4 separate regions of the Mus musculus genome follow, and all the other regions are linked to region 1. The links are chromatin contacts, called in public Hi-C, HiChIP or PLAC-seq and Micro-C maps. All regions are on one chromosome and are shown on one strand. Each heading gives the region's core, a stretch centred on a gene start, on an enhancer-like site or on the middle of the called end of the contact. The rest is flanking DNA. Distances are from core to core; before and after follow the strand shown. Region 1 holds the start of Hk1os (hexokinase 1, opposite strand). Region 2 holds the start of Sirt1 (sirtuin 1). Region 3 holds the start of Rufy2 (RUN and FYVE domain-containing 2). Region 4 overlaps Gm51765 (a long non-coding RNA gene).

Region 1 (7,221 bases), core at 1,271-3,770:
ACTCAGAGTTGCTTATCTGGCCCAGGCTGCCTGAGGTGGTGGGGTAGGATGGACAGAGTGCTGGCTAGGCATCAGAACTGGGGTTGAGTCCCGGCTCCAAATTCTACCGCAACCTGCCACTGGGCAAGATGGCCCACCAGCTGTGCATCCTACGCTGCCTTGCCTGTAGAGAAGAGCCCTGGTCCCCGTTTGCATGGACTCTGAGCACTGTCCGAGTGTGCCCTGTGGAGGTGCTGGGGCCTGGGAGGCCAGGGTGAGTGACTGAGGTCATGGGAGGCCAGCTTAGGCAGGAAGGCCAGACATGCCTTCCTGTGGTGAAGGGAACTTGGACAGGTATAGATGAACGGGGAAGGGTAGGCGAGCAAAGGGGTATGAGCGGTGCCACAGTGGAATGGACCTGTGCAGTCTGAGGAGAGAGGGAAATAGCCCTGTTGTGACCAGGGGCCAGGGAAGAGATACACTCAAAGAGTAGGGTCAGCTACAGGGCCAACATGTTTAAATCGGCTCCATCAGGGCCCAGAAGGGACTGCAGGCAGGGACATAACACAATTAAGGTTGCTTTTCAGGGAGAGTGCCGTGGCCTGCAGCTCAGAATGGCTTGGATGGCTGGTAGCCAACAACCAGAAAGCCACCTTAAATGTTCTTGTAATATTTCTAGCTAGACAGGCGAAAAACTGGGGTGGTAATGGTATTGGGAGCGGCAGTGAGTCTGACTTAGAGATGTGAATTAGGAAATAATGCTAAGCCTTAGTGCCTCTGTGTGTGTGTGTGTGTGTGTACTGAGTCACCTTGGTACAGGGGTTGGGGGAAGGGATAGCAGAGGTGCCTACCTGCCTATAAGTTTGGCCAGCTTTTTCCCAATTCTGGTTTGTTGGGTAAGGGTTGTATGGGGACAGATTATAGTGATAGCTGAAGGCTGAGTGAGGGGGCCGTGAGTCTAACACGGGGAGCAGAGAGATGGCCCATTCAACCTACAGAGCTCTGAGAAAACAAAACAACCCTCCATCCTCAAAGATGTCCCAGCCTTGAGAGCTGGCTGGCAGAACTACATTTGCAGAGTCGAATGCAGCTTAGAAGAACCATTTTGTCCTGACACTGGTGGCCATGTTGGTAGCGTTCGCCTGTGCATATGTGTGTGTGTGTGTGTTAGTTTGAGATTTATGTGGGCCTCAAATGCTAATCTTTTTGAGGGGAGATCCTATTAGGAAAATAATTTAAATACAACAGTTAGGCCCTCCCTGGGCCTGGAAATGGCGATATACAGGTTGCGCCCCCCCCCCCAAACTTTAACCTGTAGGCTCCCAAGTTCATTCTATGAGAGTACTTCCCACTTAATTTGTTAGACACAAGTGTTTATGCTCTTTCACAAAAATCATGGGGTGTAGACATCAGTAGTTACAGCTCCATCTTAGGGGTAAAGAAGTGACTGAGGACACATCTGCACCTGCCATTGGGCAGGGTGGGGATGTGTCCTGGATAGAGGTATCAGGTCTACCACCTCTTTCTCAGTGGGCAGTGGTGGCTGGAAGGGTCCTGGGGTACTTGAGGGGTGTTCCAGGCATGGGCTCCTAGCCCCCCAGGTGTGGGCTAGAAGTTAGCCTCTATAGTTCCCTCAGGACAGATGCTGCAGCCCTGGTCATGGGAACATGGCCTGCAAGGGAAGCTTAAGTAAGAGACACTGCATACAACGGCCAGGTCACCAGCACTGAAGCTAAGAAAACCCTGCCCGACTCCTGAGCAGCAACTGTAACGCATTGCCTCAGACTCCTCACCTGTAGAATCAGAGCCACTTCTGTATGTCAGAGTTCTTACTTGTCATAAGGTACAAATACGATTTCCCCTCAACCTGAGTCCTGAACAGTACCCCCAACCTCCCAGAACCCGGATGCCCAAGAGCTAGAGAAGGGTGGGAGGATCGGGACAGGCTGGGAATAGGCCAAAATTCCCACTCGGGGACCATGAGCTCTTACATGATGTCACAGGGGCAGGCGCTTTGGGTTTCGCTATGTGAACTCTGACAGGCTGTGGTGGGACTCCGAGCATCATCCTTAGATTTTGGATCCTCGATGGCAGGCAGGCACAGGGACCCAGTGCAAGATCTGTGAAGCCGCCTAGTTTCGGCTTCCGCTCTCTTTCCACGCCCACTTGTGTGCTTCCCCAACAGGGAGGATGGGAGGGGTGGGGGACGAGCCCTAATCTCCGAGGAAGGGGTGTGGCTCCGTTCGCGTTCTCCAGTTTGTGGTGTCCTGGATCTGTCCTCTGGTCCCCTCCAGATCGTGTCCCACACCCCACCCACTCTGGCTTGGCACTGTGCCACCACGCGTGACCGCGCGCTCCTTACGTGGGGAACGTGCAGGGTGATGCCTCCTTTCCGGCGCGGGAGGGAGCGGCCGTCATTCTCCTGCTCTGGCTGGGAAGCCCCAGCCATAGCGCGGCAGTGGCGCCTTGTAGCCAATGGGGACTGAGGAGGTGGGCCGGCTGGCGGTTGTCACCCTCCCGGGGACGGGAGCTCGGAGGTCTGGAGAGAGCAGGCAGACGCCCCGCCCAGGGACTGAGGGGGAGGAGCCAAGGGAGGAGGAGGTGGAGTCGCGGATCCGCCGCTGGAGGACCACTGCTCACCAGGGCTACTGAGGAGCCACTGGCCCCACACCTGCTTCTCCGCATCCCCCACCGTCAACATGATCGCCGCGCAACTACTGGCATATTACTTCACCGAGCTGAAGGATGACCAAGTCAAAAAGGTGAGCCCCGCCGGCGCCGCCCTGGCCACAGCCTTGCATTCCCGCATCCGCTCGCCACCGCCTGCATCCTCCCCCCGGCCTCTCCCGGCTAGACAGCATCTAGTTGGACTACAGGGTGCAGGCGACAGGCCTCATGCTGGGATTCACCCGGGCATTGTGGGCATGCGGGCGTGCTTGTGGTTTGAGGAGCTGGGCGGCCGGCTGAAGACCCCCCCCCTTCCTCCCACGGCTGGATTGCATACTGCAGTGTCCTTGAAAAGGACCATGGATGTCAGATGGGTACCCGCACGCAGTGCCGGGCTGAGACCTGTCTAGGTGGGGACCAGCTGGCCTGTCTATAGGCCTGTTTTGAAAGGTCCACGCGCGCCGTGGGCGGGGAAGGTGTGATCGCCGAGATAGGCTGGGGAGGTGAGTGAGCAGCTGGCGGGGGTGCTGGCTGGAAGCCAGGCATCCCATATTTGGGGTTCCCATTTGGAGAATACGATGCCCTCCTGAAACTGTCACTGGGCTCCCCCAGCTGTTGCAGCTGCTCCTTACTCTGAGGACGGGGTGACCCGCCTGGCTTTCCGGTGAGGGGAGGGGAGCAGAGGCCACCGGAAACTTTGCTCATAGGCCTCAGGTCGAGAACCGCACGTCTGAATGGAATTTTTTCTTCCTCTAAACCTGTAATTTCCAGGCAGTCTCAGCCTAGGAGCTCAAATAAGACACTTTAGTCACTTGAAGAGCTCGGAGGGGTTGGCATTCGTTCCTTGTGACTTGTGAGTTCTTGCACATGGACGCTGGGTCCTAGGGGTGATGTTCATCTAGTATAAAGTGCCGTCTGCTGGTGGGTCTTAAAGATGTACCTCACTTTTCTGCCACCATCAGTAAGACGGGATGTTTTTTTCCTGAGATAGACTAAGTTGGTTAGGAAAACACCTAGGACATTTTTATTTGTGCTATGGGTATGCCTTACCTACCCTAGGATAGGTTAATAGCATCATCACCCTGACAGACACTGGGACAAGAGGTACTATCTACAGGTGAGAGGCGGCAGTGACTAGGCTCTGTCCTTTCCTGGCCTGAGACTTCTCATCCTGCACCTTCAGAAGCAGTCTTACCGGGGACTGTGACCTCCTGAAGGTCACACAGCTGGTTAGAGGTGGAGTCTGGGCGGGGCTCTGACCCTCCTCCCACTCGAGAACTTGACCAAGACTCCCCCTGGGTGTCAGCTGAAGGGGAGGTGCTGAGAGACAAGACTGTTGGAGATGCAGCTCTTATCCTGAATAGGGACCAGGAATAGGGTGCTGAAGGGCTTCACTGTCAATCTCCCACCCCCACCCCCATCCCTGACCTGATGTCAGGGAGCTATGCATCAACACGTGTAATTGCTTGAGTTTCTTCCATGGCGGTGGACATGCTTATCCCATGGAAAGGGAAGATAGGAGGGCAGAGTGCACTTAGGATAGGCCTCCCGAATCAAGAGTCCACAGCTCTCCCACTCTAGATACCCTCTGTGGCTCAGGCGTGCAATGGTGGGTGGAGGCCCAATGACCTTGTAAACTAAGCCTCCAGCCTCACACCCACAGCCACCTGTGTGGCTGCCAGCTGCCTGGCTGCTCCCTGACACCGTGCTGGGTGGCCACCGGTGGCTGAGTTGGACTAAGGCGCTCCACTACAAGTGGCCTGATTCACCTCCGTCCCATTCCATCTCCCAGGCCCTGTGGGTATCTGAGCACCGATTCAAACGGTGCCTAACTAAAGCCCTCACTCTGAGATTGGGATATCCCCTCCCCCACCTCTATCCCAGAGCTTTGCTGGAGCAAGGTCTCTAAACTGAAACTTTCATTTCGTTCTGTGTAGGAGATCCTTAAAAACAAATGAGCTCTCAGCCTGACGGTGGGTGGTGGCTCAAGCCTTTAATCCCAGCTTTTGGGAGGCAGAGGTGGATCTCTGTGAGTTTAAGGTCAGCTTGGTCCACAGGGCAAATTCCAGGTCAGCCAGGAATACAGAGAGAAACCCTGTCTGGAACCACCCCCCTCCAAAAACAACAACAACAACAACAACAACAAAACAAAAACAAAAAAGCCAAAACAAACAAACATACAAACCCTCAAAACAAAAACTGAGCAACGGCAGGGCGTGGTGGCCTCCCAGCACTTGGGAGGCAGAGGCAGGCGGATTTCTGAGTTCGGGGCCAGCCTGGTCTACCAAGTGAGTTCCAGGACAGCCAGGGCTATACAGAGAAACCCTGTCTCGAAAAACCAAAAAACAAACAACAAACAAACAAAAAACTGAGTAACAACAAAATCAACCAACCAAAAAACGCCAAACCAAACCAAACCCACCAACCAAACAACAACAACAACCAACAAACAAAACAAGAGCTTCCTTTTGCACTGCACACAGAACTTAGAAGCTTTTTAAGCTTCCAGGAGATCACCTCTACCTGTAGAGTGCTCTGCCATATGTGGGTGTGGTCCTTAGGAGGCTCCCAGGGCACACAGTGGTCACTTGCTCCCATGAGTCAGTTTATTAGCTTCCTGTCCTTCCCACCCCACTTCTGTTATGAGAAAGGCTGCCTGGAAGTGCTAGTCCCCAAATCTTGCTCCTTTTTTTTTTTTTTTTTTTTTTTTTTTGGTGGAGCTGGGCCCTGTGTGTGCTACTCTAAAGAGAACCCAGTGAGTGGAGACTCTCCTAAGTGTGGGCAGCCATGATGATTCAGTTCTCCAGCCTCAGGGAGCCAGCCCATGGGGCTATGGAGACATGCCTCGGGTGATATACAGGACCTTGCTCTCAGCTAGGAGGAAGGAAATTGGATCTCGTTGGGGGAAGGTTTTCAGGGTTGCCCAGAATACAAAGGCACCCGGGAGACGGTTTTATTTCCCTCCACTGCCTGGGAGCCCGCAATAATCCAGCCTTGAGAACAGGTCCTGGGCAGAAATGGATGAAGCCTCTGACTTCTCAGCTCACATCCCCGTGCTCCCGGCTGCTTTTGCATAGTGCCGGTTAAAGGGTGCCACAAAAAAGGGGACTTGGTGGACAGAAGCATAAGGCACACATTTTCCTTCACTCAGGTTTTTAAGAGGAATGAACATTGCATGCATCTTTGTGACTACTTCCATTCACAAGATGCCAGCTATCCAGAATGGGAAAGTCAGGGCCCTTTAACCTCCAAGTGGCTCTTAAACACGCCCTGCATAGCCCTGCCCCCTCCATTGTGTGTCACCGAGAAGGACCTGGAGGGTGGAGTATTGCGTGGCATGCTGCCTGTTTGTTCAGGAAAATGAAGGGCTGGAGAGATGCCTCTGTGGTTGAGACTGCCTACTGTTCTTGCAGAGGTCCCCGAGTTCAGTTCCCATACTCTTCCCAGGTGGCTTCCAACCTCCTGTAACTTCAGCTCCAAGAGGGAGTGTCCATCAGGGGCTCCTTGAGGTGGGCACATGCAGACATAATTTAGAAAAGACCAGATGCAGTATGTTTTTAATCTCAGCACTTGTGAAGCAGTGGCAGGTAGGAAAAAAAATAATATAGAAAGAAAAATGGAGCCAGGAGTATAAGAAATAAGAAGGACCAGATGTCTTTCTCCCTAGCCTTGCCAGAACAGCAAGCAGCAAACACCAGTGGATTTTCTCTGGCAGGATCCCCATAGCCCCACACAATCTGCATCAACAGGGAACAAACGGATGTGATTTGTCCAGTGGCCGGACCCAGGAAGGCCAGGTAGAGCAAGGGAAAAGCCTTGGGTGGCTTTTAATTGATAAGCAAATGCCCTTTATTTCTTCAGACTGCCTGGTAGAGCTACAAAGGAAGGGGAGGAGGAGGAAGAAAATATGGAGCTGACGGCTGTAACCACAAGTTGTGGCAGGCTGAGTCTGGAAACTTGAGAGTTCTAGGCCAGCTCAGGGTACACTGTGAGGCCCTGCTTCAGAGCAGTTCTGTTCCTTATTGCTTAGGGAGGTGAGTTAGGAAATCATGAAAACCGGGCAGGCAAGTTGACTCGGTTGGCTGAAGGGCTCACTTCACAAGCCCCGAGGACCTGAGTTCGATCCCTGTACCCCACAGTTGGAGAGAACCAACTCTCACATGCCGTCCTGTGACTTCAACAAAAGCATGCCTGCACTCACATCAATAGTAATAGTATTAATAAATTGAACTCTAAGAAGAATTTTATGGCCAGGCAGTAATGTCACACATCTTTAATCCCGGCACCCAGAAGGCAGAGGAGGCAGATAGATCTCTGAGTTCGAGGCCAGCCTGGTCTACAGAGCTAGTTCCAGGACAGCCAGAGCTACATTGAGAAACCTTGGCTTAAAAAACCAACCAGTCAACCAACCAACCAAAACAACAATCACTTAAAAAGAGAGAGAGAAGCAAATTCTGTTGCATGCAAAGCTAATACCTCATTGGCCAGTGTTCTGTCATATTTTCCGTCCCTCCACCAGAGGCATCGGATTTCTCCCTTAGAGCAGAGACCTGTCATTCACAGGAAGGGTCGTGA
Region 2 (7,221 bases), core at 1,487-3,986, 1.0 Mb before region 1:
CTAGTCTGCCAACTGGAACAATACAACCTGCCAGTCTTCTTTGTGTATAGGTGCACCACTAACTTCTAGAAAGCTGGATGCAATAAGTAGCAAGTGCCACTTGCTTTCATGGTTAGCTTGTAAAACCCCTTCAACGTATGCTTAAACAGCACAGTGCTATACATGTTTCCTGCCTCCTGTGCTGTGTGGCTTGGAGATCCTCTTTTTCTACCACGTGGGCCCCAGAGATCAAGTTATCATCAGGCTGTTCCCCATAGATCCATGTCCCTGTCCCCATTTTTTTTTTTTTTTTTTTTTACTTTTGTTTGGTACAGTCTTTAATGATGTAGTCCTTGGTAGCCTAGACATAAGTAAAACAAGCTGGCCTCAAACTCATGGAGATCCACCTGCTGCTGCCTTCCTAGAGCTGGGATTAAAGGCGTGTACCACTGCGGGGGACCTAAAGAATATTACTATTTATTGTTTTTGAGACAGGGTCTCACTCTACAGTTCTGTCTGCCTTGGAACTTGCTATGTAAACTATGCGGGCCTCAAATCTCCATTCTGCCTCCTGAGTGCTAAGGTTGAAAGTGTGTTCAGCCACATCCATCCTGGGCCTAAGGATTTTTAAAAATTGTTTGCATTGTTTGTGAGTGTGAGTGTGTGTGTGTGTGTGTGTGTGTATGCTCGAGTGCACAAAACACCTTTGGAAATCAGAATAGTCTGGAACTGGAGTTACAGGTGGTTGTGAGCCACCTGAAATAGGTGCTGGGAACCAAATTCAAGTTCTCTGAAAGATTATTGCATGTGCTTAACCACTGAGCTATAGCAACACTCCCAGGTTTAATATTTTAATTTTAATTATTTTTTTTTTTTTAGTCTTTGAGCCTACGTGGCCCTGGCTTGCCTGAACTTCATATGTACACCAGGATGCCTAGATTTGCCTGCATCTGCCTCAAGTGCAGGGAGTAAAGGTCTGTCCCATCATGCCAGGCTCCTGAGTCCTGTTGTAAAAGGTGTGTGCTGCCACGTGTGGCTAGTGTTTTGTTTTTGAGATAGGGTGGGATCAAATTTATTACCTAGTGCAAATGGATTTAATTTTCTGATCCTGCTGCCTCTAACTCTAAAATCTGGGGAAACCCCACTGTAATTGAACCATGTGCAATTGAGCCCTAATGATCCAAATGGATACAGGTGCTCAGAATTTCATGGTAACTAGAAAGTGAAGGGGCTTAGAGTTGTGAAGGAACTAAGGATTATTTAAAAAATTATTTAAATATGTATTTTTATGCTGGGCTTGCTGGTGTACATCTTTAATCCCAGCAGTTCAAGAAGCAGAGGCAGGTGGCCTCTGAGTTCAAGGACAGCCTGATCTACAGAGTTCCTGGACAGCCAGGGCTACACAGAGAAACCCTAACTCATAAAACAACAACAAAGAGGATTTTTATGTGTTTGGGTCTTTTGGCTCCATACATGTCTGTGTTTACCAAAAGCAGGTGTCAGATCTGAAGGTATGAGCTGTCATGTGGATGATGGGAGTCAAACCTAGGGCCTCTGCAGGAGCAACAAGTGCTGTTAACTACAGAGCCATTTCTACAATTCTAGAAGTAAGATTATTTTTTCGAGACAGGGTTTCTTTGTGTAGCCTTGGCTGTCCTAGTGAACCTCCTCCTGTCTCCTCCAGCTTGCTGGGATTAAAGGCCTGTGCCACCATCAACTGCCTAGGATTTTAAAACTAATGTCATTTACTTTAAACCTGACTAGCTGATTTCTCATGGTCTATCGTTTTAAATTTCGTTTTTGAGACGAGGTCTTATGTATTCCAGGCCTTTTTTGAACTTCCTAAGTAGTTGGAGATTACCTTCAACTTACCCTCCTTCCTCCCTCTCTCTAGGGCTTCGGGGTTGTCTGGCAAGCGTGACTTTACAACTGAGCTACAGTCTCTTTCGGTCCTGGCCCTGTCATTTTAGAGATGATTAAAAACTGGGCTTAGAAAAGGTTCAGTCAATCGCCCAAGTCACAAGAGCCCAGGCCCAATCTGACTCTTAACACAGAAGTTTGTGGAGAACCAACCACTCTCCCTTCTGTCCTCTCTCTTGCTGCCCCAAGAGATGAATTTTACCAAAGACTAAAGCGAGGTACAGAGGACCTGGTGGGTCCAGAGAGCAGATAGGGCGGGTCCTCAATCGCCAGATCTTTCCAGGAGGGCAACAGGCCCCGAGGGCTGGCTTGGGCATTCCATTGCACTTGAGAAGGGAGATTGGGAGAGAGCGCAAACTTCCTGAGGAGAGACCACAGGGGTAACCTGAGGAAGAGCTGTCACAGAGCAAGGGCAAGGCAGGTGGAGGAGTTCTCCTCAGGAAGGCCGGCGTCGGCCAGGTTGGGCTCTCCAGAGCCCCTGAGGTAAAAGCCGACTTGAGGCGAAGAGGCGCAGGCAGGCAAGGTGCACGCGTGAGGCCCAGGTGGGAAGTGGCGGCGCCATCGCAAACTTGAACCACCGCGGCGATCCCGGACGAGCAAGCGAGCGAGCGAGCGAGCGAGCGAACGGGTCGGGCGGGCGGGAGGCGCCAGAGGCCGCTGAGGGGAGCCGAGCCGCCCTGGGTGGGGCCGGGAAGGGCCCAGGCCGCGGGCGGCGCCCGGCCACGTGACCCGGCGTGTTGTGGTCCGGCCCGCGTGGGTGGCGGGAGAGGCGCGGGGGCGGGGAGGGGCGGGTCACGTGACGGGGTTTAAATCTCCCGCAGCCGAGCCGCGGGGGCGCCAGTGCCGCGCGTCGAGCGGAGCAGAGGAGGCGAGGGCGGAGGGCCAGAGAGGCAGTTGGAAGATGGCGGACGAGGTGGCGCTCGCCCTTCAGGCCGCCGGCTCCCCTTCCGCGGCGGCCGCCATGGAGGCCGCGTCGCAGCCGGCGGACGAGCCGCTCCGCAAGAGGCCCCGCCGAGACGGGCCTGGCCTCGGGCGCAGCCCGGGCGAGCCGAGCGCAGCAGTGGCGCCGGCGGCCGCGGGGTGTGAGGCGGCGAGCGCCGCGGCCCCGGCGGCGCTGTGGCGGGAGGCGGCAGGGGCGGCGGCGAGCGCGGAGCGGGAGGCCCCGGCGACGGCCGTGGCCGGGGACGGAGACAATGGGTCCGGCCTGCGGCGGGAGCCGAGGGCGGCTGACGACTTCGACGACGACGAGGGCGAGGAGGAGGACGAGGCGGCGGCGGCAGCGGCGGCGGCAGCGATCGGCTACCGAGGTGAGTCCGCGCGCGCTGCCGCGCAGCCGCGTCCCTCCGCGTCCCCGCCTGTGACCCGGTCCCAGGTTGCCCAGGGCCCCGAGAGCTCCGCGGGCTCCGCGGCGGCGGCGGCGGCAGCGGCGCAGCTCGGCCCTGGCTCGGCCGCGCGCCGCCGAGCTCGCCGGCCCTGCTGCGGAGCCGCGCGCGGACTCGCCGCTCGCCTGGGCCGCCTTGCGCTGCTGCGCGCAGTCGCCGGGACCGCGGTTCTCGCAGTTTGGCGTTAGAGTGAAGTTTTCCCTCCCTCGGTTTGGTTTCCCTCCCGATGCGCCTTTAGTGAAGTTATAGTTTTCCTCACTGCACACTTTGCTTTGCGACTTTGGGGCTGTCCCGTGGATCGACATGCGATTTCGTTTTGCAAACTGACACCTGTGTTGCTTTTTTTTTTTTTTTTCTTTTTTGGATAGACCTATGTCTTTTTTTGAAGTTAGAAATTTTAATACACCAAAGCTATTTCTTGAGACACAGTCTAAAAAATGTAAGGAAATGGCTATTCCTAAAAATGTTGCTTTTCTGCGATTGCATTTATCACTTCGATATAGAGGAGTTATAGTTGTACTGTACTTTCGTAAGTTTTCTTTTCCTTTCAAAATCATGCTCGCAACATTTTTAGATTAACAAACCTGAAACAAACCTGCTTGGTTTTGCCCTATTGACGCCAAACGTTTGGGTTACTTTTTTGTTTTGTTTTTGTAATAATGCCACTTATCGTCTTCCTGAAAAGCTTTGTACAGAATTTATCAGAGTCTGTCAGTGCCCTTGTAGATGTTTGTGGCTCGTATAATGGTGCCATGAATTAAAAAACAACAAAACGTGTTAGGGACTGAAATAGGAAATGACCCTTGATGTCAGGTATTAAAGGGGAAACAAGTCGCATAAAGTATGCTTCGTGTTCTTTAAATCATACATTTACTAACACCCAGTGGCTGAAGCAGGTAGATTGCTACTTGAAAGGGCTACGGAAAGAGACTTTCTCTGGTTGGGGCAGTGAGAACACAGCCAGGGATTGATTTTTATCTCAGTGATATTTAGAAGTAATTTCTATTTGATGCATTTCATGAAGTTGTATTTCTTTGTCCTGGGCATGGAACCCTGAGCTGCTTTTGTAGGGCTACACAGATTTTATTTGTGTGTGTGTGTGTGTGTCTTCATTTTGGATTTTTTGAGGTAGGGTCCCTGTTTAGCCCAGGCTGGTCCGGAACTCACTATTTTATATATGTCAGGCTGGTTTCCAATGTCTGTGCCTTCCAGGTGCTGGAGTTACAGATGTGTGTGCTTCTGTGCCTTTCTGGTTTTTTGTTTTTGTCTCAAGAACCTGTGTGTGTCTCACCATACAGGCCAAACGGGCCTCAAAGTACCTGGGATTGCAGGTGTGGACCGCAGGGCCCAGCTGGGGATTGTCTGAGCCGCAGCCTTTTGATCTCTTTGACAGACAACCTCCTGTTGACCGATGGACTCCTCACTAATGGCTTTCATTCCTGTGAAAGTGATGACGATGACAGAACGTCACACGCCAGCTCTAGTGACTGGACTCCGCGGCCGCGGATAGGTATGCTTCAGGCATGTGCATCTTTGAAACAATTGCAAACTTCCTTCATTCCTTCCGTCCTTCTGTCCGTCCTTCCTTTTTGAGACAAGATATTTTATAGCCCAAGCTAGTTAAGCTACTCTGCAGTCTCTGCCCAGCCTCTGGAGTACATCACAACCAAAGCTCTTTTTGACTTACTCTTCCTTCTCTCTTTTCTTGATTTTTTTTTTTTTTTTTTTTGACATTTTCATCTATCCTATGATGGCTTTAAACTTGTGGAGTCTAGGATGTAAGGATGACATTGATATCCTGACTTTACCAGCAGTCCAGAGTGCTGGGATTATAGGTGTGCTGTATGTACCATGTCCGTTTGTCAGTGCCTGAGGTTAGGTCCTCACCTCTTTTCTTCTGTACATTGTTTTTGCTTTCTGTGTACAGCCTTTGGGGGTTTTGCTTGCTTGTTTTGTTGTGGTTGTTGTCGTTCGTCTGCTTGCTTGTTGAGACAGGAACACGTATAGCCTAGACTGGCTTGAACTCATTGGCTGGGTAGCCAGCCAGCACATATTAGCCTTGAATTTCTGATCTTGTGTCTAAATGCTGGGGATTATAGTTATTTGGTACCACCCCAACAGCTGCTTTTGTACCAACTTTAAATTCTCTGTCACCTTTACCATTTAGATTTAGTTGCTCAGGTATTGGTAAGATTTTTTTTTTCTTGGCCTCCTGCATGGTAATCCTTGAGTCGCTCACCACGTCCTCCCATCTAAGGCAGTCAGAATACCTAGACAGTCCAGGCAGTAGTGGCAGGCATCTTTAATCCTAGCACTCAGGAGGCAGAGGCAGGAGAATCTTGAGTTCTAGGCCAGCCTGATCTACAGAGCAAGTTCCAGGAGAGCCAGGGCTACACAGAAACCCTGTCCCCAACCAACCAACCAAAAAAACCCCTTAGACTTAAGCACACCCTCCCCAAACTGAATTAGTCAGATCTTGTTAGGGATATGACATGAAATACATATAAATTGTATTCTTTGCATAAAAATGTATATATTGCTAACTCATTGCTTGAAAAAATAGCTTTTTATTAGAAGTGGAATTGATGTGAGTCTTTCTTCCCTTAATATAGGTCCATATACTTTTGTTCAGCAACATCTCATGATTGGCACCGATCCTCGAACAATTCTTAAAGATTTATTACCAGAAACAATTCCTCCACCTGAGCTGGATGATATGACGCTGTGGCAGATTGTTATTAATATCCTTTCAGAACCACCAAAGCGGAAAAAAAGAAAAGATATCAATACAATTGAAGATGCTGTGAAGTTACTGCAGGAGTGTAAAAAGATAATAGTTCTGACTGGAGCTGGGGTATGTAAGACGCAGAAAAACAGTAAAGAGAAAGCTAGTAGATATTCCTTTTCCAGCTAACTTTTTCTGCTCTTGATGTAGCCTTTGTTCATAAAAACTGAAGAGAGCCTCATTTGTTAAACTAGTTCAGTGTTTTGAAAAGTTTGACAACTTTAAAGATTTGTATATTTATAGAACAATTGGTAAGTGGAATTATGGTTTATTTTTTTGTTTTTATTTAAGATCGTGTGTGTGTGTGTGTGTGTGTGTGTGAGAGAGAGAGAGAGAGAGAGAGAGAGAGAGAGAAACAGACTCATTCATTCATTGATTTTTGCCTACATGCATAAATGTGCATGGTACCCACAGAGGCCAGAAATGGGTGTTGGGTTCCCAGGGATTTGAGTTAGTCAGATGTAGGCCACCATGTGGATGCTAGCAAACCTGGATTCTTTTCAAGGAGCAGCAAGTTCTCTTTAGTGGCTAGACTCTCTAGCTCCTGGACTTGTTTGGTTTTAATTTTATGTATATGGATGTTTTATCTATATGTATGTTTTTGTACCATTGTGTGATGTGCCCAAGGAGTCCAGAGGCATCAGATCCCCTGAAACTGGAGTGATGATGTTTGTGAGCCTCCCAAGTCCTCTGCAAGAGCCTCAAGCCTCTTTCAAACCTGGAATTTTTACACATTATATGCTGGCTCCTAAAGATGATTTAGAAGAATTAGAGCTTTTTGAAGTCTATGGTAGCAAGAGTCTAGTGGAGAAAGTTTTCTTTCATTCTTTTTTAAAGATTTATTTATTAAAATGAGTACACTGTTGCTGTACTGATGGTTGTGAGCCTTCATGTGGTTGCTGGGAATGAAAGTTGCTCACTCAGGTCAACCCCGCTGGCTCTGGCCTAAAGATTTATTATTATATCTAAGTACACTGTAGCTATATTCAGACGCACCAGAAGAGGACGTCCAATCTCTTTATGGGTAGTTGTGAGCTCCATGTGGTTGCTGGGATTTGAACTCAGGACCTTTGGAAGTGTAATTGTACTCTTAACCGCTGAGCCCCCTGCCCTCCTTCATTTTACCTTTGTAAGATTGTAGAGACTTGGTCTAGA
Region 3 (7,221 bases), core at 3,237-5,736, 640 kb before region 1:
CGCAGCAAGTACCAGGCCAGTCTGGGCCACTTGCCAGATCCTTCTCTCAAAACATAACTACCACCTGTGCATGAAGGGGCCTGGTTAACCTCAGGAGATAGAGGCAAGTGGACTTGTCTGAGGTGGAAGCCAGCTTGGTCTATACAGTGAGTTCCAGGATAGCCAGCGCTACGTAGAGAGCCTCCAAACCCACACATTTTCCTCGTCTCTACCTCTGGTGGGATCTGCATAGCAGAGAACCATCCTTTCCGGGACCACCTCGGTTTCTAAAGGAACCTGGTTCAGAGGACACTTTGCCATGCAGGTCCCCATGCACGGAAACATTCCTGATCTACGTTGGTGTAATTTCTTCAACTGAGTTCAAACTATCAGTGAGCCCACGCCAGCATCTCCACTCAGTTTCAGTTTCAAAAGCAATCTAAGGCGGCTGAGATGGCTCAGTGGGGAGAGGAAGCAGCCTCCGGCAAGGTGCCCTCTAATCTTTATGTTCATGTGGTATGTGTGCAAGTGTGTGTGTGTGTGTGTGTGTGTGTGTGAGCGTGCACGTGTAGGCGTGCACATAAGTAAATATAATTTTTTAAAAGTGTGTGTGTGCGCGCGTGTGTGTGTGTGTGTGTGTGTGTGTGTGTAAATAAATGTAATTTAAAAAAAATTACCCAAGAAAATGGAAACCCGTTAAAGGGTAAATATGTAAAAACCATGTAATCAGGCCAAGCATGTTGGCTCCCACCTTTGATCTCAGCACCTGGGAGGAAGAGGCAGCCAGGTCTCTGTGAGTTTAAGGCAAGCCTGGTCTATATAGTGAGTTCAAGGCCAGCTATATGAGACCATCTCAAAAAAAGAAAAAAAGAAAGAGTAATCAAGTATGTTTTTCACCAATTATTAGAAGAAAAAACATTCTTTTTTGCAGTGCATAATGGTGCACTAGCCCTGGGGAAGCAGAGGCAGGCAGCAGATCTGTGAGTTCCAGCCCAGCCTTGTCTACAGAGTGAGTCTGAGACAACCAAGGCTGTTTATTACACAGAGAAACCCTCTCTCAAAAAACAAACAGCCGGGCGTGGCGAGGCACGCCTTTAATCCCAGCACTCGGGAGGCAGAGGCAGGCGGATTTCTGAGTTCACGGCCAGCCTGGTCTACAGAGTGAGTTCCAGGACAGTCAGGGCTCTACAGAGAAACCCTGTCTCGAAAAACCAAAAACAAACAAACAAACAAACAAACAAAAAAATTTTTCTGAAGATCATGTACTAGGAATCACAACAGTAATTAATACATTCTCCTGAAATCAACACACCTTAACCTAGACTCCAAAGATCAAAGTGGAGTCTTCCAGCTCGCGTGGCAAGCCATTCCATTGGCCCAACATTCAGATTTAAAATGCAAAATAGGGCTGTCTCAGTTGGCTCAGCGGTTAAGAGCACTGACTGCTCTTCCAGAGGTCCTGAGTTCAATTCCCAGCACCCACATGGTGGCTCACAGCCATCTGTAATGGGATTTGATGCCCTCTTCTGGTGTGTCTGAAGACAGAGACAGTGTACTCATAAGTAAATAAATCTTAAAAAAATAAATAAATAAAACAAAATAAAATGCAAAAATAATGACGGCAACTATGGCCTTAAAACTATTTCTCCGGGGCTGGTGAGATGGCTCAGTGGGTAAGGGCACCTGACTGCTCTTCTGAAGGTCCGAAGTTCAAATCCCAGCAACCACATGGTGGCTCACAACCACCCGTAATGAGATCTGATGCCCTCTTCTGGTGTATCTGAATTCAACTACAGTGTACTTACATATAATAAATAAATAAATCTTTAAAAAAAAAAAAACTATTTCTCCAAGGACATCAAGGGTGAGAAGCAAGGGAGCGGAAGGCCGACTGATTTGGGGGTCTCGTCATACCTTTCAGGCCGTGTTTCAGACAATGTTCCATGACCACGAAGAACTGCTGCAGAGGAGGGTAGTCAGAGTCCAGCGTGCGGCCGAAGCTCAGGGCAGACTCGATGAGCCCTTTGATACTCAGTTTAGCCATGTTTAACAGGTTGGCTCTCTCCACGGCTGTGGGGTCCTTTGTAGCTGAAAAAATGCAAGAAAGCCCAACATCATCCCCAGGACAAGACAACAGTGGCGAATCCACAGATCTGTCCTTCCCCGTGGAAGTCTGCTCTCCCGTGCTTGGCAGCCGGATAGCTCCTCAGGCCAGGTTGCCACAACACGGCCTCTTTCTTCTCTCTCACAAGCCACAGCAAAGCACCATCCACGCCCACTGTGGCCATGCTTATGAACTATCCTCAAGACTCCACACAGAGAATAATAAGCTTTATTTTCTGGCTGGTGAGATTGCTTAGAGAGGATGTGCGGGACGGACCACTTGAGCTCCATCCAGAACCCACAAGCCGGAGAGAATGTCTCTGACCGTCATTTATCAGGCACAGCACATTTGTGTCTACCTACTGCGTGCTCGAGCACACACACGCACGCACACAATCACTAGCCACGGCCCACTGTGCCTACCTACTACACACATCTTAAGGTAAAATGGCTTTCAGTAAAGATAAGCTTGCAAGTACAAGCCACATGTTTGAGGATTTTGCAAATGGTGGGTAGCAGGCATGGTCTAGGTCTAATGATTTCCAAGCAAGAATAAGAGGCTAAAGAAATGGCTCAGTCATTAAGAGCATTTGCTGTTCTTCCAAAAAGCCAAAATTTGGTTCCCAGCATCCACTAAGATGGTTCACACCTACTTGTAACTCTAGCACCAGGTGGCCAAATGCCCTCTTTTGACCTCTGAGGTCAACACACACACACACACATACACACCTTTATTTCAAAATCAGGCAGTGGTGGCTTGCATCTTTAATCCTAGCACTTGAGTTAGAGGCTAGTCTAGTCTACAGAGTGAGGACAGCCAGGCCCACATATTAAAACTGTCTCAAAAAAAAAAAAAATCAAAATACACTAGCAACAAAATAAAAGGTAAAGTTATCAGATTCCAGAATCTCCCAGAACAAACATCACAGGGAAAACAACAACAACAGAAAAAAAAAAAAAAAATCAAAATATTTTGACAAACCCAAGGTAGTCTTCTGTGCCTTTGACCTAAGCAACTAGGAGATTGGTTCCAGGCCGGCCAGGGTTACACAGTAAGACCCTGTCTCGAAAAAAACACAACTCCCAGGTCAAAAGAAAAGAAAAAAAAAAAAAAAAAGGAAAGAAAAAAATTCTAGTACGGGCTGGAAAGAGGTTAATTCCCCATACCTGTGGTAAGCGCTTAACTCCAACTCCAGGGAGACCCGACGCCTCTGGAGGCCCCTACACTCAGGTACACACTCATTAAAAATAAAAATAATTTTTTTTAAACCAGCTGTTCCCCCAACACTCTAAACACTGCCGAGTGGCACAAATATTTTTCTGCGAAGATAGCAAAAGAGATGTGAAAACCAAACCTAACATTTATTAATCTCCAGAGAACTCTGCCATGTAGCTGTTTCTGTAGTCCCAGCGTCTGTGATTCTTGGGTCCAGCCTGGTCTAAACAGAGTGTTCTGAGGCAGCCAATGCTATATAGAGAGACCTGTCTCAAAAACAACCTTCAAGTAAATGACAAACCCAGGTGGTCAGTGCGTTCACAATTTAGTGGCCCACTCAAAACAAAACAAAACAGCTGGGCGTGGTGCGACACACTTTAATTCCAGAATTTGGGAGGCAGAGGCAGGAGGGAATCTCTGAGTTCGAGTCCAGCCTGGTCTACATAGCTAGCTCCTGGACAGCCAGGACTATGCAGTGAGAACCCGTTTCGAATAACAAAACAAGAGTCCCCTTGCTCTGGCACTTGGCTATGGTTTGCATCCCAGCTCTCTTAGGCTGACTTCCTCCGCAATCTGAAACAGCCCGGCTGGGTGATGAAGGATATGGCCACATCTTTTCCTCCACTCTCCGTCGAGGTGTGATTCCCTCCGTCCACCCCCGCTCCCGAAGTGAAACCACCTGACGTTTAATAATCGGCAGAATTCTCTTTTTAAGAGTGTTCATCACAACCTGTAACCTGCACCGGAGGAGCCTAGGACAGCGGCTGTGCAGCAGCGACCGCAGGTGGGGCTCCTCGGCAGTCCCTAGAGGCGGCCCCGCTCCCTCTGCGCCCCCAGCCTGCAAGGGGGCCCCGCGGAGCGCGCTCCTGGCACTACACCGCTCCCCTCCCCAGCCTTCCGCCCTGCATCCGCGTGACTGGGAAGCCATCCCTGTCCCTGGACGCCCTGGTCCCCGCCCGTCCGCCGACCCCAGCCGCCAGGCCCCAGGGCGGGCGGGGCGCAGGGATGCGGGCGGGCGGACGTTGCCATGGAGACCCCGGGAGCCCCCGGTTCCCGGGTGACTGCGTGACCCAAGCGAAGGATGGTGACCCCGGCTGCTGCCCTTACCCATGGCGGCGGTGCGTGCGGGACACGGGCTCGCGGAGCGGGTCAGCAGCTCCCCGCAGGCGCGCGGCGGCCACCGCGTCTGGCCCGGCTCGGCGCTGCCACAGCGCCCCTGGCGGCGGGAGGACGCCACGGCCGCGTGAAGCTGGTCCCCGCCGATCACCCCCACCCCCACCCCAACCCCCATTTGACCAACCCTGACAGCGTCAGAGAAAGAGGCGTGACGGGGACCTGGGGCACAGCGCCAAGGGAGGATGTAGATGCGGGCCTCAAGCTACCTGTCAAGGTTTCATCCTTGCAGGCTGGATGGGTTTAAGGAACACACCGGCCGACTCGGAGCTAGCCGACAGATTTTAGAAAACCTCACACAATTAGCAGAGCCGGCGGCTTGTAATGCCAGCATTTGAGAGATGGGAGTTAGATGGATCCGTAGTTGAAGACCAGGCTCACTTACATAATGGATTTGAAGCTCGCCTAGTCTCAAAGGAAGACACTAAATCCAGCTGCTAACCCCAGCACTCAACAGGAGTGGACGCAGGAGGACTGCTAGGACCTTGAGGTTACTCTGAGCTACCTAACAAGTGCCAGGTCGTCTAAGGATAGCTACAAAACCCCTGTTGCATGTAACAAAATGTGATACTTTGTAAGTGGGTATGGTGGACCTAGAAAATACCAACTCTTAGGAGTTGGAGGAAAGACACAAGACCCCAGTTCCATGTAACAAAATGTGATACTTTGTAAGCGGGTATGGTGGACCTAGAAAATACCAACTCTTAGGAGTTGGAGGAAAGACCTAGAGTGTTTGTTGCTTAAAAAAAAAAAAAAAATCCTTTCCTTAGTGAGGTGTAAACAACGTCTACCAAATGCTTCCAAAATTCTGAGGACACACCAAAAATGATTAACACCGTTCCCGCTGAAGAAGCAGTGAGTTATGGGGGATACTGGGGAGGACTTCGAAATCCCTCTAGGAATGATGACTCCTTCCTGGCTGCAGATAGTCACCCCTCCACTAGCCCCTCCCTTCCTATATGTTAGTTCCTCCCTAAGGCCATTTGCAGTTAGGGTAGAATTGCATACAACAGCTTGCAAGAGAAAGACTGGTTGTTCCTGTGAAGGTCCCATGACCCTCCCTCCCTGCCCTCCTATGAGGGAATTCAAGTCAACTTGCCCAGCTGTGATCTTTTGCAAGCAGATGTAGGCCAGTTTGCTGAAAACAGTGGTAGTTTTGACTCAGTCCTGTACAACACAGTTCAAGATCATTCTCCCAGACATTCGAGATTTCAAGGCCAGCCTGGGTTATACAGGGCTGTCTTTTAAAAAATGCACAGGCACACACACACACATGAATGCTTCCTCCTGCCTTTCAACTTGCCATAGATAAAACTTGCAACAGGCACCTGGGTGTGCTGCCTGTCATATACCTATAACCCCGGGATCCACCCTTCAGGCAAAAGCAAGCAGATCTTGATTCCGGAGCTAATAAACCCATCTCAAAAACTTAAACCACCAAAAGTGGGTAGACAGATGCAAGTCACAATGTTAACTCAACACTCTGGTTTAGAATGTTAAGAGATAGTTGCCTGAATCCAGCTGTCTCGGGACCAACGTCCATTCTGCTGGCAGAGTCAAAACTGAGTTCATGGTCCCAGGCCCCAGACCCAACACTTATTCTGCTTCTTCAGGGGTTTCATGTTTGTCTGTTATCCAGTAAAGGGGGGGTTGCCTTATCTAAAACAAGGCATGCAAGCATTGCTGGGGGTGAACTACCTGACTGCATGCAGCTTGCCCACTCCTTTGTTCCCTTATCATTCTGAATTCCAGACCAGAGTCCAGGGGGAGACCTGACTGCAAATCTGAATCAAGGACCTTGAAACCAGGTGACCCTGATAAGGCCCAGTCACCAATGTTTTAAGTCCTTGCTCAACCCCCTTGTGTTAAAATATGCTGGACAATGCTATGGCCCGGCCCATGCTTTGGGGTTCCATCCTTAAAGATGCTGTACAATTTCTCTTCTGGATCATAGTGAACTCCGAAGTCTGTTCTGTGTCTGTGAGCAATCAGTAGTGGCCTGAGCACTATAAAAACTTGTCATCTGCTAAGATGAACGTTCAAAGGCACAGTCTCCCGAGTCTGTGCTATAGTCTCTGGCCGGCCAGATTTTGCTGCCTAATTCAAATAAAGATCATGCTTTGCTGGGCTCTTGTGTTTCACTTAGGGTTTCATCGCTGCGAAGAGACACCAGGACCAAGCCAGCTTTTCTACAGGCAAGCATTCAGTTGGTGCTGGCTTGGTTTCAGAGGCTCAGTCCAGGATCACAAGAAGCATGGCAACATGCGAGCAGATGTGTTATTGGAGAAGGAGCCAAGAAGTCTACTTTTTGATCCAAAGCAGCCAGGAGACTCTTCCACAGTGGGCGGAGCTTAAGCAAAGCACCTCAAATCCCACCCCCACAGTGACAAACTTCCTCCACTGCCACACCTCCTAATAGCACCACTTCCCATGAGCCAAGCATGTTCAAACCACCTCAGGTTGCTTTGGTTTTCTCTTGTACCCCAACAATGATGCATTAGATGCAATGGTGTCCAGCACGTCTAACAAATGTCGAGGAAGCATCTTTTTTCCCTAAGAGGTTTGCTGTTTTGTGTGTATGTGCTTACACCTGTGCGTTCTTACCTGAGAGAATGAATTCTGCTTTTAGATGCCCTTTTCTGGTTTTGACAGGTCTTGGGTAGCCCAGGTCAGCCTCCAATTTATATAAGTAGTGGGAAAGTTTTCTTTAATGTGAGATTGTCATACACGGAGAAGTATATTTACAAAGA
Region 4 (7,221 bases), core at 2,038-4,537, 510 kb after region 1:
ATGCGTGCAACTGGGCGTGGCAAAGGTTCCACGTAGTGGATCTAGACATGACATGGGGCTTAGTGGGTATGCTAGGATTGCCAAGGCCAGAATACCGGCTATCCAGCCCTCCCGCCATTCCCAGGGCATGTGAGAAGTGAATGCCTCCAATATCATTTGCAAATGGGCTTGAGGGTTATGGATGGCTTGCGGGATCCTAGACATTTGTACATAGTTGGATAGTCTCCACCACCTGCCATCAGACCTGGCTCAGCATCAGCACCAGTGGAAGAAGATAAACATCGTCTTGATCACCTTTTCTGCTGGGTCCCACGGCTCCCTGTGAAAAAGACTGTGAAACCATTTTAAAGGAGACATTTTACTTGCATTCCATTCATTCCAAAGACTGTTTTTGCGGAGGCAAAACAGTTTGCGTTTGCCAAAGTAAGCGTCCCGAAACTCCTCCAGCCAATGAGAATGTGCCCCCGCCCTAAGGTGTAGCCAATGAGAATTGCGCCTCGTAAGATACAGCCAATGAAAATGTGTTTCCCAAACACCCCCCCCACACACACACACACACACTCCTGATGTCTCTGTATTTGCCCTGGCCACAGCTTGCTATCTAGGGGACACTGGCCAAGAGCCTTAGAGTCTGAGTACCAACTTCAACATCTCACTTGCTACCTGTCTTCAAGTGACAAACGACTAGCTCTGGAAAAAAATTTGGAAGATGGAAAGAGCCGTACAGGGGGGTAGGGACAGGGATGGGCAGTAGATATTCGTGTTTAAAAGAAGAAGAAGAAAAAAAAAAACAGGGGGGGGTGTTGGTTAATCTTCAAGGAAGGGTCATTAAATTTCCTGGTGAAACTGGACTCAAAAGGGGTTTTCCTCACGCGTGCAAAGAAGCACGAGGGAGGAGTCACTTGGATGCTAAGTAACCCGCTCCCCAGCCCGGGAAGTTGCTTTCTAAAATCAAATTCCAAAAACGTCCATAGGGTTCCTTTTCTTGAAAGAGAAAAGCAAACAACTTACAAAAATAATACCTCTTGCTTTAAAATTCTAGTTACCCAGTTAAATAAGGTTTTTCTCTTTCCCTGGCTACCCCAAAGCCACCCTCACCCACCCCCACCCCCAGGCTGTTTCGTGGTGAGAACGGGAATGCTGGTTCCTGCGCCCCAGCATCCTTCCTCCTTTCAGCTGCCCATCTGTGTCCTCCTTATACATCTGGGGACATTCTCCGTATGGGCACCCTCATGTCTTAAGCCTGAAAAAAAACCATCCCAGAGTGTCTGTAGGTCAGGTTCCACCCCCCATGTCTTGCACTGCATTTCGATGAATAAGGGTTGGTTATATTTTCTAAACACCAGAAATTAATTTTCAGAATGGTGCCAAGCTGTCCAAGACGCTGTAGGTTGGACCCTGATGAAGTTATTTGTGATTTTTGTTTTTCTTGTGGACCCGCCCACGCTGCAGGTCTCTTGTGTCAATGAAAAGGCCATTTGCTTGAATCCAGTTTCCTGGCACCTTCTGTGTGTCTGTCTGTGATGTCTGTGTGGACACTCAAGCAAAATAATCTTTTCATTTGTGCTTTGAATGGTTTCTCCTCTGATCTTCCGTTTTCATCCGCTAAACCTTACCTTGGAGGCCACTTGCACCTCTTCATCGATGGCATCCCAGAGCCTGCACAGCTGGTGCCTGCAGAACTGTGTGGAAACCCCACCCCACCCCAAAGTGCTTTACCACAAAAAGAGTTCACTTGCCAACACCCAGAACCCCTCCTGGCTGACAGGTACCTGGACACCACAGTTGGCTTTGACATCCATGCAGAGAGCTCTGTGGCTTGCTTCTTGTTTGGAGGAAATGGATAGTCAGAGAGCTGGGAGGGTTTGTACCTTCCTGTGCTGTTCTGGGTCTTCACCAACTGGTTTCAAAAACCCTCAGCAGTCCTGTCCCGGATATGACACTCTCCAAAGAAAATGGCCCCCCAGGCCCGCAGTTCAGATGGTCCCTTCACCCTTGCTCTCTCTACCTCTGCCCCTGCTCCCATCAGCCCCTGGTGGTTTCTTGTCTCATCCTAGCACTCTCCACCACCATCCCCCCACCGCCTTTTCATTTTCCAATTCTCTCCCCCACCCTCCACCCCCACCCCTCCCAGATCACTTGGCCCTATCTCCTGCCTCCATCCCCATCACTTTGGGCCTCTACCCCCATTCTCCTCCCCAACCACCCACCCACCCCCGCAGCTCTGCAAGGTTCCACTTCAGAGGAAGAAGATACACTGAAAGTTGTCTTGACCTTGACCCCCCCCCCCCAGCTCTATTGTTCTCTGTTCCCACCAGAGAGAAACCTAATACTTGTGTTTGCTTTCCCTTGGGTCTCCATTCTAAGTCTGATCTATTGTGATTAGGGAAGAGGCGCTCCACCTTGTCATTGTTTTGGCCTCGTGATTAAAAGCAGAGCCAGGAATCTTCCTGTTGGTTTTTAATTTAGTTGTCCCCGAAACAGACTCCAGGTCTGTGACACTATCTCCATAAAGAAGAGTGGCCAACTTCAGAGCTTAAATGAAAAAGGAGCACCGGATGTAAGATTCAGGAACTTTTCTTTGATTTCCTTCATATTTGTCCTTGTATCTGCAAGTTTTGCTCTTCATAACCTCGCAATCACGCGGGCCTTCAGATTTAAAGCCTAACTCCGCTCAGGCCAGCGCTGATGGTCACCCGCTTGCCCACCAAAGCATGATGGAGGACTGTGAACAAAGGCCGATTGAGTATCCCCCATGCTGGAAAAGCCTCACAGAATGCTTCCAGATGTGTCTTTGTTTTTCTTTGGGAATGCACCTAGTTTCCCTCCGGTGTATGGGCTGCTGGGATCTGGGACTGCATCTCTAATAGAGAAGACCAAAGGAATAATGATTCTTTTACTTTAAAACCAGCTCTTTGGTTTACGACTTGGCCAAAAACAAGCAAGCAAGCCCTTTGGCCGTCGAGTCCCCCTACGTTCCCGGTGTTTCTCATGAACTACTGGGATTCTGCAGTCCCTGGCTTCACCGCGGTTAGTGCTCAACGTCAACGCATGCGCTCTACAGTGAAAATGGTCTATCAGCGATTTGATGAAGTTGTTGACATACTCATTTGTGCTTTCTGGGCCAAGCAGACGTGTTGGCATCGGTCCCTGTGGGTCTATCCATGGGTGACATCTCTGGGAATATGGCTGGATTCAGACCGGGTTATGAAGCAGGTGTCACCTGAGCCCTTGCCCAGGAGCAATACTGACTACAAAAGCTGCTGGCTGGTAACTTAGAGCCCGCTGGCTTTTGTTAGCATCCAATGGCCCCGGGCTCAAACACACCCTTGTGATACTGAAACTGTGGGCCCTCCCAGGCTGAGGTCCTGTGTCTCTCACCGTGGCTTTTCTCCACCAACTCGGGTCTACAAGCCCGCGTGACTGGACTAGAGCTCACCAGGCACAAAGTCGCCTCTAGCTACCACTGGAAAAAGACATTTCGTAATTCCATGTGTCTAAGAGCTTGAGTTCTAAGAAAGACGAGGTGCCCCACCGCCTAATTCAGGGAGATAGCGGAAATGCCATCCCACCAGGCAAACAGCTTCTAGAGAAAACTGATGGTTTCCAATAACCCCCCTGTAAACTGCGCACCCACCACCCAGCGCCATGGGCGCGTCCTTCCAGCTGCTATTGAAGCATCCGGTCACTCCGCAGCTTCTCTCTGGACCTTCCCGTTGAAACGTTTGTTTCCCTATTTGGTGCATTTGGTACAGTATTTAAACCGGCTTCGTTGGTGTACCTAACTATGAATTGACTTTCTGTTGTTTCTCCAGGACTTGGTGAGCTGGGATTTTGACTGCCCGTACCCAGTGTACGTCTGTCGCTCTGCTTACTGCCAGCTTCCCACCTGCCAGCACCTTTCCTCCTGTCCTGATGTCTTCAGTTCTGTTTCTTTCCTTTATTTTGTTTTATTCTGATCCTCTTCGGTGTGGTTTTATTATATTCTTCATTTTGATTTCTCTGCCCCCGCCTGTGCACTCTTTTCACTTTTCTTGTAATCCCCTGGGATACACAGAAAGTCTGTTCATTTTTGTGCTGACACGGGGAAAGCGCTTTGCTAATAGATGCGGACTTCTGGGCCTGGCCCTTTTCAAGGCTTCAGACGCTCCTCCCCGCTACCAGGCGCTGTTTCAAAAACCTGGGCTCTCTGCTGGGTTTTCCCTTTCCGTTTCTGACTTGATTTCCGGTTATCAGTGGTTCAGTTGGCCAGAACTGAATGTTCTGGGTCAGAGACAGGCATTTCCCTTTCTTCTGTTCAGTAAGTTTCAGGTTAAATGGCCAGAGAGGGAAAACACCCCCAGGTGGCCAGGGTCAGCACTCCACAAGTGCAGGGGACACTGTGTCCCCAGCTAATACAAATCCTTGCCTGTTTAAAATACCCCCGCTCCTTCTCTTCTTCACGGATTAAAACCCTATGGCCTGCCACACAGCAGAGCCTGCTGGGTGGTCTCTCCCCAGCCCCCAGCCGTAGAAGTGCCGCAGGAGTCTAAGGCCTTCCCAGAGAACAGAGGCTTGTGTCTTCGACCCCGACCCTGTTCCAACCCTCAGTTTTACAAAGTACAGGAATCAAAGTTCAGTGCGACTGGAATGTTCCAAATGGAAAGAAAAAAAACCAACTCACCATGAAAATTAACTTGGTCTTTGAAATATGACCTTGGCATGCTGCCCAGAGACGTGTACCACTCTTTTAAGTTAGAGAGGTCTTCTGAAAGAAAAGAAGGAAGAAAAACAATTAACCATATTTGGGTTGAGTAGCTCTTGCCTAGCCCACCCAAGTCCCTGGGTTCAACCCCCAACACTGTCAAGAGAGAGAGAGAGAGAGAGAGAACACTGAAACCCCCTGCCCCCGCAGGTGAAGTCGTGGGGGAGGGGGGGGTGACTCCAACCACACCGATGTCATCAGTGTCCCAAATGTCAAAGGTGAAATCCTCCAGAGCAGTGGTTCTCAACCTATGGGTCTCAACCATTCTGAGAGTTGCAGGTCAGATCCGCATATCTGATATCCACACAGACGATTCCTAACAGTAGCAAAACTGCAGTTACGAAGTAGCAACAAAATAATGTTACGGTTGGGGGTGGAAGGAGTCACTACCACATGAGGAACTCTAATAAAGGGTCACAACCTCAGGAAGGTTGAGAACCATTGCTCCAGAAAGATGTGGGAAGATCAGGGACTAAGTATACTAGCCAAAGGCGTTTGGGAGAGGCCTAGAAATACCAAGAGGAAACGTTATCACCACCTCAATCAGCAACAGGGGCAAGTGGGAGCCTCCCGGAATCAGACTAGACTCCAGAGGAGGCAGTAAAGGCAAGGCTCTGCGCTGCAACTGGACTCCTGCGCTTCTCTGACATCCTGGAGTTTCACGCTGCCATTTCCTAGTCTCTCTGGTGTAAATATTTTCCATTGTAAAAAAAAAATGTAAATACTGATTGTATATTTTGTTCCTGTCTTTTCTAAAGTGGAAGTTGATCTGGATAATAAATCACAAATCTTCTACATCTTGTTCCTTTTTCTTCCCCCACCCCCCCTTCTTCTTCTTAGAAATCATATACTTTAATATCTTTCAGGAGGCGAAGGCTGATTAAAGAGGGCCTTCATTCCTGACTAATGGAAGGAAGATGGCGCCAGCCAAGGAGAAGGGGATTAGGCAGTAGGAGCCCAGAGGAGCTTGGAGTCTCTCATTAACAGGTGTGGGACCCTGACCGAGCCTCTTAACCTCTTGGGGCTTCATCTAAAAGTGAAAACAGCTGCTGGCTTTTAAAACAACCGAGTGGCAGATGCAAAATACTTCGGAAGGGAAAAGTTACATTCAAAAGCACCAAACTGCAAAGTCTCAACTGTCATCATCTCTATTTCTTGGGAGGCAGACACTTCAGGGATGGGAAATCTCCACCTAGCTCCTGTTATTTTTCACATGAACTCACTTTTGGAACAAAACCAGTGGATTTCTGCTACTACTTTTAAAGAGCTGTGGTCAACAGTCAAAATTATTTTGTAGGCTTTAAAAGCACTTGGAGAAGAAATAAGGGCTTTCTCGGTGTGTGTGTGTGTGTGTGTGTGTGTGTGTGTGTGTGTGTGTGTGTGATTTTGTCTGTGTGTTGCCTGTTAGCCAACATGAAGTTGTGTACCACATGAAGTCAGATCCCCTAAGACTGGAATTACAGCAGGCTGTGAGCTACCATATCAAAGATGGAGCCTGAACCTAGGTCCTCTGAAGAGCATCCAGGGCTCCTGACTGCTGAGCTGTCAATCCAGAAGTCCCAACAAATATGTTTTAATGATTTGAATATGTTCTTGGTTTAACCAAAAACTTATCAGTACCTCGAAGAACAGTTTGAAACAGCAGAAATAAAGCCAAATGATCCAAAGACCAAATGGCTTGGGATTGACAATCTAGCCAGCATGAGTGGGATTCTCATAAAATAGCCCAGGCAAATGGAACCAAGACTGTCCAGACCAAAGCCATACAATTCCAAAGTAAGCCGAGGCAGTTCCCACATCAACTTGACCATGGATGTCTGCCACTTCAGCGAAGGATAAAGCTTTCCAAGTTGTCAGCACCCCTCACCTCTCTCAGAGCCAAAACTGACAATTCATAGGACTCCTTACACTCATGAGACAGAGGCAGGAAAATCAGGAGCTCAGCTACATAGCCAATCTGAGACCAGCCTGAGCTACATGAGACCTTGGCTCAAAAATAATAAAATAAAATATCTCCAGAAAATTGAACTCAGTACTTGTATCTCCAGAAGAAAGAGCTGTTGAGGCCTTCCGTGAGAGTCAGCAGGCTCAGAAAAACTTTAGGATTCAACTAGAATGTCCAGGAAGAAATAAAGTCATACAAACTTAAAAGTGAACACATGTTCAAGATTTTATCTGGATTATAGGACAAGAGAAGCAGACATATGTTTTAAAGTGTGCTCAGAGGAGCAATCAAAAAGCACAAATTTATATGGAGTCATGGTACATTGAGATGAGCTGCAAATGGAAACAAATTTGACTATCACTGTCAGCCAAGACCGGAGGGAGAGGTCTACCAGTTGTCCGCACTTTATAAAGTGCTGTGGAATCACTAGCAGGTCCAGAAGCTGGTAAGCCAGGCGACTGCCATTGAGGTGAGGCATAGCTTCCCACTGACACCCAAACTGCTTTTCCACTGTTGGAAACCTCTCTGCTTT

What was found. Hi-C and Micro-C count contacts between places; a contact is called where the count stands out from the background. HiChIP or PLAC-seq counts read pairs in DNA pulled down with a chosen protein or histone mark.
Region 2: a contact with region 1 is called in a Hi-C map of B cells, with 8 read pairs. The contact joins the promoter of Sirt1 here to the promoter of Hk1os in region 1. A contact is called at or near these places in 1 of 39 promoter capture datasets (maxillary cranial neural crest) and 1 of 484 Hi-C or Micro-C datasets (B cells).
Region 3: an H3K27ac HiChIP or PLAC-seq map of thymic regulatory T cells shows a contact between it and region 1, with 9 times the contacts expected there. The contact joins the promoter of Rufy2 here to the promoter of Hk1os in region 1. A contact is called at or near these places in 1 of 39 promoter capture datasets (pre-B cells), 2 of 484 Hi-C or Micro-C datasets (CD4 T cells and CD8 T cells) and 3 of 115 datasets of contacts at active chromatin or transcription factors (memory CD8 T cells, pancreatic cancer cells and thymic regulatory T cells).
Region 4: a Micro-C map of embryonic stem cells shows a contact between it and region 1, with 2.0 times the contacts expected there. The contact joins the enhancer-like site here to the promoter of Hk1os in region 1. A contact is called at or near these places in 1 of 39 promoter capture datasets (cranial neural crest), 3 of 484 Hi-C or Micro-C datasets (all in embryonic stem cells) and 4 of 115 datasets of contacts at active chromatin or transcription factors (embryonic forebrain, embryonic stem cells, microglia and 1 more).

Annotation. Positions count from the first base shown.
Region 1 is chr10:62,335,533-62,342,753 of GRCm38.p6, reverse strand. Hk1os (hexokinase 1, opposite strand) reads right to left here and starts at 2,520. Exons shown (of 3, transcript NR_168630.1): 1 at 2,342-2,520. Hk1 (hexokinase 1) reads left to right here and starts at 2,333. Exons shown (of 18, transcript NM_001146100.1): 1 at 2,333-2,741. The coding sequence starts at 2,679.
Region 2 is chr10:63,334,550-63,341,770 of GRCm38.p6, reverse strand. It overlaps Sirt1 (sirtuin 1), which reads left to right and starts at 2,736. Exons shown (of 9, transcript NM_019812.3): 1 at 2,736-3,206; 2 at 4,675-4,791; 3 at 5,894-6,135. The coding sequence starts at 2,801. RefSeq lists a promoter at 2,172-2,800.
Region 3 is chr10:62,977,517-62,984,737 of GRCm38.p6, reverse strand. It overlaps Rufy2 (RUN and FYVE domain-containing 2), which reads right to left and starts at 4,486. Exons shown (of 18, transcript NM_027425.4): 1 at 4,406-4,486; 2 at 1,894-2,067. The coding sequence starts at 4,409.
Region 4 is chr10:61,824,262-61,831,482 of GRCm38.p6, reverse strand. It overlaps Gm51765 (a long non-coding RNA gene), which reads right to left. Exons shown (of 3, transcript XR_003948879.1): 2 at 4,664-4,747; 3 at 1-319. Among named protein-coding and RNA genes, the nearest start is that of Gm40674, 17 kb to the left of the region's middle. Within about 2 kb of position 3,287, at least 19 of the 459 cell types and tissues checked have an H3K27ac peak or open chromatin away from gene starts, as enhancers often do. A contact at or near this core is called in embryonic stem cells, where this site is marked.